2 separate regions of the Zea mays genome follow, and region 1 is linked to region 2. The links are chromatin contacts, called in public Hi-C maps. All regions are on one chromosome and are shown on one strand. The core of a region is the stretch at or near the end of the contact, and the rest is flanking DNA. Distances in the headings are between cores, read along the strand shown. Region 1 holds the start of LOC100284484 (tab2 protein). Region 2 holds the start of LOC103627401 (la protein 1).

Region 1 (4,275 bases), core at 1,646-4,145, 160 kb after region 2:
GCAATAGACTCATCATTCCATTGCAGGTGTCATCAGCTCCTGCATATACAAACAACCAGTCAGAGACTTCTGAGTCCAATCGACATGTTACAGGCTCAATGGTTTGGGCAAAAAGGAGAGTTCTCAAAGACTTAACATTTCACATTTAAGTATGATGAAGAACTGCTCTTTAGCAGGTTCTATCATCAGAAATGGTTGGGCTACATAGAACGACCCCGTTACATGTATAATTAATGTTCAGCCCATGCGTGCTTGATAAACATACAAGTCTGGGCTCGGATTAACTCCCCCACAAAAATTGGGTGGATGCAACAGATAAGAGCTCTCCTGGCCAAGGAACGTGAAAAAATAAATCTCCAAAGATGGCCCACTATTATTGTCCAAATAAACTAGAAATAGCCGTCAGATATCCAGCTAGCTGCACAAATGCATAAGCACGCGAGCACATATTAGTAGCACAAAAACTGTAATTAACATTCTGGTTTCTAAGTAAATAATTGTCTAGCATCCGACGCCACTGTTGCCCATTATTAACATTTCCCAAGTCATGTTATTGGTTATGATAAAAGTTTGTATATAAACCGAATTTCTCCTACATTCAGTTTAAGTACCTGCCCTAAGATGCCTTTTCCTGTCTGAGCTTCCACTATCAATCCAGCAGTCAGTCCTATCATTGCCAATGGCCCATTGATAGCTTCTGCTTGACTGCGCCTCTGCAAAACAGAGCAGTGATTTGGGTCAAATTTGACGTATCCTGTGCTCATGGAGCTCTTGTGCTCATATGCACTTTAAATCTGGTGCCTTCATTTCTCATCCAAGTGTGAATAGACATTTTCTAGTGTGTGCCACTCTTGACCACCCTTGTTGCGCCGCGCCGTCTGTCTCTGTGTGCCACTGCTGCCCTCACCTTCTGGATGAGAAATGAACGCACCAGATTTAAAGTGCTCATATGAGCACAAGAGCTCCATGAACACAGGATATGTTCCCTATAATTTCCCCTGCTGGTAGAGTTTTTTTTAAATAATAATATAAATGCCCATGTGAACATTACTGCAATTTACAGCCACTAGGTAATATTAAGTTGAATATCCTTTTGCAGTTAATTAGATGCCTCAACTGAAGAACATGCAATCAAGTTTGTACCCACACAATAAATAAATAAATTAGAATTGGAGAACTCGCAGGACAACATGAACAGGTAAAAGCCTAGTTCTGTCTCCAGTTATCTGAAACAATGATTCATCACCAACTATTGGTCCAAAAAAAAAAAGATAAATGTTTTCCTCCTTTCCTTATCATGAAGTTTTCTTCCTTTAGCATATAAGATTGATTTAATCTAAGGAATGATACACTCCAATACAGCTGCAATGCACCTTCAGCTTTTCTTTGGCCCTAATTTCTTGCATTTGTTTAGCAGCTAGACGCTTAGCTTCCAGTGGATCAACCATCACAACATTCTCACCTGAGCTTCTTTTACCCTGTGATGCCTGATTCATTAAAAAAACAATATAGCTACCAAGAGAGAATGTATTATACAGAATAAGAATGCAGCAACTGGCACTAAAGAAAGTTGAATAACTTTCTCCAGGACCTGGGTTAGTATAATGCATAAAGTAAAGAGTACTAAGGAATAACGGTATCCTGGTTGGGATATAGGCCTAAGAAATTGAACTTAAACTTCTAAAAAAATTCAAAAGCACATAAAGTTATGTTCAATAAACATTATTATATGTCATAATCCTACCAACCCTAAAAAATAGATGGCCTACTCGAAATGCCTGATGCATACATCTGCACTAGCAAAGGCCAGAACGTGGCTTCTCTGATATGCATGCCCCAATTGCTTGTATCGGATTGTCCACCTATGAGAGAAAAAACATATAACTCAGACGTCAGTTAATTAAGTACTATCGATGCCATTAACCACAACCAAAATTAGCTATTATTAGTAAACTAAATAAAATCAACTGATATTAATTCAAAAGTACTGGTCTCTTGGGTCTTTCCAGCCCAAATGAAGAAGTTGAACCGTTTAGCAGTAGTACAAAAAGTCGAATAGGTTTTGAACTTGTAAACTGGTTCCAAGTTCCAACCAAATATTCTTGAATACTTATAGCAGTTAGGTAAACCACAAGTTTGCACAGAATACAAAATAACACAAAACGGTATTCGTGTTGGCTTCAGGAACAACAACGCAAAATTCTCATCTAACAAGGAAAAATAATACACCGTATATAACATCATGGAGTAACTAAATTCTGGAATTTGAGAAAGCTTTAATAAATGGTTTTTTAAGGTAGTGCCCTGGTTTTGCTGGTGTCCTCATTTTTATCCTTATTTATGTTTTTTTTTAATTTTACTCTTCTAGTGCTATAAAACATGATGGCAAAACTGAAAAAAACATAATTAATGGTAAAAATAAGAAAACCAACAAAACCGAGAGTACCAGCTTAAAAAAGCTGGCCAAGAACAATACTGCATCAATGGAGGCAGGCAGGGCAAGAAGAAACAAGAGCATACCTGGACAAGGACGGAACATAGGACACACGCTCCACCGTGAGGAAGGGGGAGGAGACAGAAGAAGAAGAAGAGGCTGGAAGAGGAGGAATCGACGCCGAGAAGCAGAGATTGGTGGAGCACGCCATTCTTGCTACTTCCACCTCCTCCCCTCCTCTTCTCTCTCTTTTGCTGGACACCGTTGTCCTCCACCCTCTAGTTTTTCGTTTTTCGTTTTTCTTTCTTTATAAAATCAACCATGTCGACTTTATCTTGTTTCCTCACCGTTAGATGGGCTTCTTCATGGTATTGGGTCGGCCCACGGGCCAAGCGGAACAATGAGATCACGGTATCACACATCACACTGCTTGCCTGCTTGGGGCGTGTGGAGGTGGAGCGGTGAACTGGTTTATGCTACCGCCATCTCTCTAGCGTTAGCTTCTGCGTGTGGCCGTGGGTGCCCGCGCGCGGCATGACGACCGCCACCGCCATCGTCGCCGGGCATGGCCTCGCGCTGCGTCGGAGCCTCCCCCTTCCCAACCCGCCAGGGCGAGCCACCACGTCGGTCTCCCTCTCCGCGCGCCCCGTCACTCCAGCCCGCCGCATGATTGTCCCGGCTAGCCCGTCGCCGCGGTCGCCGCGCCGGTGCCGGTCCATCTCCTCCGAGAGCTCCACCGAGGCATCCGCTGCGGCTGACATCGCCGACGAAGAAGTGGAGGCCGAGAACAAGGTGGACCCGCAGGCGGAGGTGTGCTACCTGGACCCTGACGTGGACCCTGAGTCGATCCGGGAGTGGGAGCTGGACTTCTGCTCGCGGCCCATCCTGGACGCGCGGGGCAAGAAGGTGTGGGAGCTCGTGGTGTGCGACGCCACGCTGTCGCTCCAGTTCACGCGCTACTTCCCCAACAACGCCATCAACAGCGTGACGCTCCGCGACGCTCTGGCCTCCGTGTCCGAGGCGCTGGGCGTGCCCATGCCCGACCGCGTCCGCTTCTTCCGGTCCCAGATGCAGACCATCATCACCCGCGCCTGCGGCGATCTGGGCGTGAAGGCCGTGCCGAGCCGGCGGTGCGTGTCGCTGCTGCTGTGGCTTGAGGAGCGGTACGAGGTGGTGTACAGCCGCCACCCGGGGTTCCAGGCCGGCACCCGGCCGCTGCTCGCGCTCGACAACCCGTTCCCCACCACGCTCCCCGAGAACCTCTTCGGCGACAAGTGGGCGTTCGTGCAGCTCCCGTTCTCCGGTCAGTAGCTCGATCTGCCACGGCGATTAGCCTTGGTTGTTAAGCCATTGACGAGGCCTTGAGCGGAGCGAGCTTCTCCTGATTGTTCGTGCTGTGCAGCTGTGAGAGAGGAGGTGGAGTCACTGGAGAGGAGGTACGCATTCGGTGCGGGGCTGGATTTGGAACTGCTGGGGTTCGAGCTTGATGACACCACGCTAGTCCCTGGTGTCGCCGTGGAATCATCTCGCGCCAAGCCTCTGGCCGGTAAGTTTGTGTCTCGGTGTACTGAAATTAACAAGCAGTGCGAAGCCACCAAGGCATTCAAAATGTTTATAACGAACTGGCAACGATTTTCTTCATGGCTAATGCTTCTTTGCAAATGCATCTATCCATATGTTCGGATTACTGGAGGGGGGGACGCATTTTTTTGTTGCTGGTAAAAACATTAATTTCCTATTAGATAGAGTACTTGCATGTAAGTTGGTCAGTTTGATCTCTATGATCAATGATCTTATTGCAACTGGCTATCGTCTTTCTCCAACAACTGAAAAAGTTTTTT
Region 2 (4,591 bases), core at 1,855-4,354:
GCATCTCTCCCATAGTTTGAGAAAGAAAAAAAGGCAAGGCAAGCAAAGATTTTGCCTATGTAATCCATGAACTGAAATTTGAGTCATCAGCGACACTTGTTGAGCATTTATGAATTTATAAAAAGTGGTACTTCGTATCTACATGATAGGCCATAAAAGTGAAAAAAACATACCATTTCACTTCAAGACAATAAAATAGAATCATTACTGTTAAACCAACATAAGCAAAATCCGGAAAATGCATGAATTATCATTACCCGGACAGCTCCAAATTTTTTGAATGCTTCTTTTAGATCCTCCCTCGATATTTGGTTCTTCACATTCACATTGCCAGAAATGATTTTGCCTTCCCTGCTCAATGGTTCACTATCACCATGTTTATCACTTTCTATGGGGACATCACTAATACACTTCTCAGATTCTGTAGCTTCCCCAGTGTTTAGATCTTTCTCTTTGGTCATGTCATCTGAGGACATCCCTTGCTTAATAACATCGCTCTCAAGGATAGACTCCTCTGGCCCCTGGCCTGAAGGTTTTTCCATGGAACTGGAAACATCTAATTTCGTAGCAGAGTCATTCTCTTTATCTATGTTATCTTGCTGCACTACAGTATCAGCTGTGGCCTTCTCCAATTTGAAGGCCACAATTAGGCCTTTTTGATAGCTGCAACCAAATTTCAAGGACTATAAGAGACAAATAATAATAATAACTGGCCAGATAGGCTGTACGATACAGATACTCACCCTTCATACTGGTTGTCCTTTTTAAGGTGTGTCTTTTCATATGCTTCTTTTTTGGACTTTTGCTCAGCATCAAACTCCTTCCTTCATAATTCAGGCAAGGAACAGTCAAAATATCGAAGACACCACTGAGTTAAAATACCAAACATGTGAACAAATCAAACAGGTAGTCTGTGTAAATAAAGATGCTCAATTACATTCAAAAAATATAAAAATGGTTACTTTATCATAATATATTTAAATGACACTAAAAAGAAAGGAGACCAATTTCCCAACAGCAGGAAGCTATATCATTTTATGACGACATTAACCAGCAAGTGTTTTGTATGTACAAATAGGAAAGTGGCTTACTTTGGCCTTATTTCCAGATTTGCCCCTGCAAATACTAAAGCAGTCTCCATAATTCTTTTTGCTTCCTCTTCTTCAGAAAACTCAACCAAAGCAGTCCCACAGAAGTGTTTTTTGTTGGCAATATTGCGTGGAAGTCTCACGCTGTTTACCTAGGAATTTATACAGAAATATGTAAAAATGTTATGTTATTTCCACAACTTGAATGCACAATTCATCTACTTCCATTGCAGATTAATAACAGTATAACTTGAAAAGGGCATCATAACTCTCGAAGTCTCCAGATATCTTTCACATTAGAAGCAAATCATACTACAAAAGAACACTAATAGAACAGCAGAGCAGAACAGATAGTTATATTTATCTATTCTTAGGCTGTTCGCAATGCTGTTGTTTATTTATTACAAGTTAAAAATCTTGACCTGCCATATTAAAAAAAATGAATGAAATATATGCAGTTCATTATTATATACTCCCTCCGTTCTTAAATATATGACGCCATTGAATTTTTTGAAAACTTTGACCACTCGTCTTATTCAAAATATTTATTCAAGAATGTAAAATTTCGAGTCATGATCAAACAACCTCAAGTGATAAAACAAATCATAACAAAGTAAATGATAATTCACATTTTTTTCTGAATAAGACGAGTAGTCAAAGTTTTCAAACAAAAAGTCAACAGCGTCATATATTTAAGAACGGAGGTAGTATCAGATTTCTATTTCAATCCATTTCGTAACCAGCCAGTAGCACATTAACTATAGTATTTGAAAGAAAAATAGATACAACATACCTTTGCATAATTTGTGAAAAAAGATTGGACGTCTTCCTGCTTTACATTGCAAGGCAGCGGAGATACAGCAATAGTCCTAGAGTCTACTTGTTCTATGATCTCATCTGGCTTCAAGAGTTCACTAGCTCTACCAATCTTCTTTCCTGCAATCGAAGTACAGTAGAAGTGAACCAACTCAGATTCATTCCAACCCACCTCTTAAATCAACTATTCGTTATAAGAACTATGACTCTTGACTTACAATAGAAGTTCGTAATAAAAATTGCTTCCCAGTAAAGTATTGATAAAGGAGAGACCGAGAGATCCAAATCAAGTGCAAGCCAAGGCAAGGCAACATATTAACATCTGCTGGTCGTACATACGAGTGCTAGACACAACTTGTTCACAATTTAAGCCCAAGGGATCTAGATTTGTAGCTATTTTTAATGTAGAATAGGACAATCTAAAATGTCAACTAAATTGAGAGACATAGAAATATCTGAAACAAAGCTCGGGTTGTCACGTGTTCAGCACGTGACACAACTAAACCAAAGTTCCTGAAAAAAGGTGAGGGAAGGGCAGGAATTGGCTTACCATCCTCCGATACGCGGAGGGCAGGAGAAGGCCGGAGCACCTCAGCAACCGCAAGCACGGTCTCCTCCGGCACAGTCTCGGGCTTGACATCTGCGTCCAGCCCCAGGTGGGACTTCATCCGCGAGAAGGAGCATATCAAGGGCAAGCTCACCACTGCGGCACAAAACAACAGAGAATTCAGCAGCTCGCCCACGGAAACAAACAAACCGAACAGCAGGGAGATGGGGCGGTTGGGCATTACATCCGTCATCGCTCTGCTCGACCGTCTCCCGCAGGAACTTATCGCGGGGGAGGTTGCTGTCGCTGAAGTAGAACTCGACCTGGGGCAACCGAATCAGATACGTACTTTTCAGAGGAATCGCATGGTGGCGGAAAAAAAAAGCTGCGCATCTGGAGCAACGAGGCGGGGATCGCGAACCTGGCGAAGGACTTTCTTCGCCTTGCCCTCGTCGAGCGGCGCGGCGGCGGGAGCGGCCATGGATTTCTGGCCTCCGATCGCGATCGAGCTGGACTGCTGGAGACTGGAGAGGAACCGCTGCTAGGGTTTAGTCGGGAGGTTTTAGCAGCAGCGCTGGCGCGGGTGAAGGAGCGGCGGCGGCGGCTTTCTCCGTGTAGTTTTCTACCGGCCCGGCCCATAACTCCTTCCAAAACGGCCTGCTTTCTATGGGGCCGATCTCGGAGGTACTTGGGCTGCGAGAGGCCTCCCTCCACGCAAAGAATATTGTTTTTTCATTCAATTCAGCAGAGCCGTGGCTGCATTTTGAACAACTGAAGCAGACAAAGACAAGGTGACAAGCAGTCGCAGTCGCCGACGTGAACGTGCCAAATCGGGTATTCGTGCGGTCCGGATAAAAGATACGGCCTCCACTTTGCTCACTCGCTCTGCGTCTGACCTCCGAGCCGGTCAGTCTTATCATCAGCTATCTTGATTTCTGATAGGAACTGCGTTTGGGGCGTTCTTTCCCTGAACAGATAAAAACCGGGTAGCTTTCAGATAAGCATGTCTCTTTTTTTGTGTCTGGTGCCGGCATACGCGTACTCGATCGGAGCCGATAGCTGTTTATTATTGGTTTCTGGATCAGCCGATTCTTCAGCTTGCTCATGTCTTCCATCTCAGCACTCAACAGTCGTTATCGGATCAGTGGTACGCCTAACTGTCCCCTTTGTTAGACATGGTACGGTTGATACCGGAATTTCTAGTAGCTTAAAGAACCATCCAGTCGAAACTGGGAGTTGCAAAGTTGGCAATGGATAGTAAGAGAGAGGAGTAAACTAGAACCTGTCTTGGTTGTTCCCGTTTGTTGGCGTGAGCAGTGGTCATCACCATTGTTACTGTAGCCACTACTCATACATTCGAGTTCTAACTAAAGAGTAGAAGTGGTATCAACACCACCGCTCATACATTCGTTCTGAATGAAGAGTAAAAGCAGCACCGTGACATTAATTTTCTATTACTTGCGTGGATTGTTAGCCTCGTGTGCTACTAGAGCACAAAAGCAAAGGCGTGCTTGTACTTGCTAACAATGGCACACTTGCGTCTCGTGGCAAACCTATTTTATGTGACGCAAGCTATGCTTGTATCTGTGCTGGTGGGTAGTGGGAGCGGCACACAGAAGCACGCACTTGCGGTTCAGGCGACCATTTTAAAGCACCTTTTTTTTTATCGGTGTGGAAGAGAAAGAGACGGACAGACAGCAGCAGGCAGATAGATGCCCAAGGATCCAGATCTCGCTCGTGAATTGCCCGGCGCCCGGCGGGGAGGGCCACCGGCTGACCTGTCAACCCCGTATCCGCAGGGGATAGCGCGATCGTCCCGGCGCCCAACCGGGACGCGCCACTTGGGCCGACCGGGACGCGCTTGGGCTACGTGTGAAGGAGACGCTTGGGCCGGCCGGGGCCGGGCGCTGTCAGTGTCACCGTCGCGGTCGTATCCGGCGTCCGTCGGACCTCCGTGTCGTGTCGCACTGCAGACACAGCGGCGTAACAAGTAATTGTGCTTCCCGAAATGATCATGTAGATTCATTTTTAAAAAATATTTTTTCTATAAAATTTTAAAATATATACGATCATTTTTGCACCGCCGATGTTTCATCGCCTCTAAGAGCAACTCCAACAGTTATGTAAATTTTAGCTCTCT

The links. Hi-C and Micro-C count contacts between places; a contact is called where the count stands out from the background.
Region 1: a contact with region 2 is called in a Hi-C map of tassel, with 4 times the contacts expected there. The contact joins the promoter of LOC100284484 here to the promoter of LOC103627401 in region 2. A contact is called at or near these places in 12 of 25 Hi-C or Micro-C datasets (bundle sheath, ear, endosperm and 4 more) and 2 of 3 datasets of contacts at active chromatin or transcription factors (leaf and seedling).

The regions. Positions count from the first base shown.
Region 1 is chr5:187,235,486-187,239,760 of Zm-B73-REFERENCE-NAM-5.0, forward strand. LOC100284484 (tab2 protein) reads left to right here and starts at 2,896. Exons shown (of 3, transcript NM_001157379.2): 1 at 2,896-3,737; 2 at 3,837-3,980. The coding sequence starts at 2,969. LOC100278609 reads right to left here and starts at 2,735. Exons shown (of 5, transcript NM_001372462.1): 1 at 2,521-2,735; 2 at 1,790-1,862; 3 at 1,374-1,478; 4 at 612-713; 5 at 1-39. The coding sequence starts at 2,645. The coding sequence ends at 13.
Region 2 is chr5:187,070,408-187,074,998 of Zm-B73-REFERENCE-NAM-5.0, forward strand. It overlaps LOC103627401 (la protein 1), which reads right to left and starts at 3,105. Exons shown (of 10, transcript XM_008647691.2): 1 at 2,873-3,105; 2 at 2,696-2,774; 3 at 2,455-2,607; 4 at 1,882-2,024; 5 at 1,092-1,240; 6 at 744-824; 7 at 258-663. The coding sequence starts at 2,932.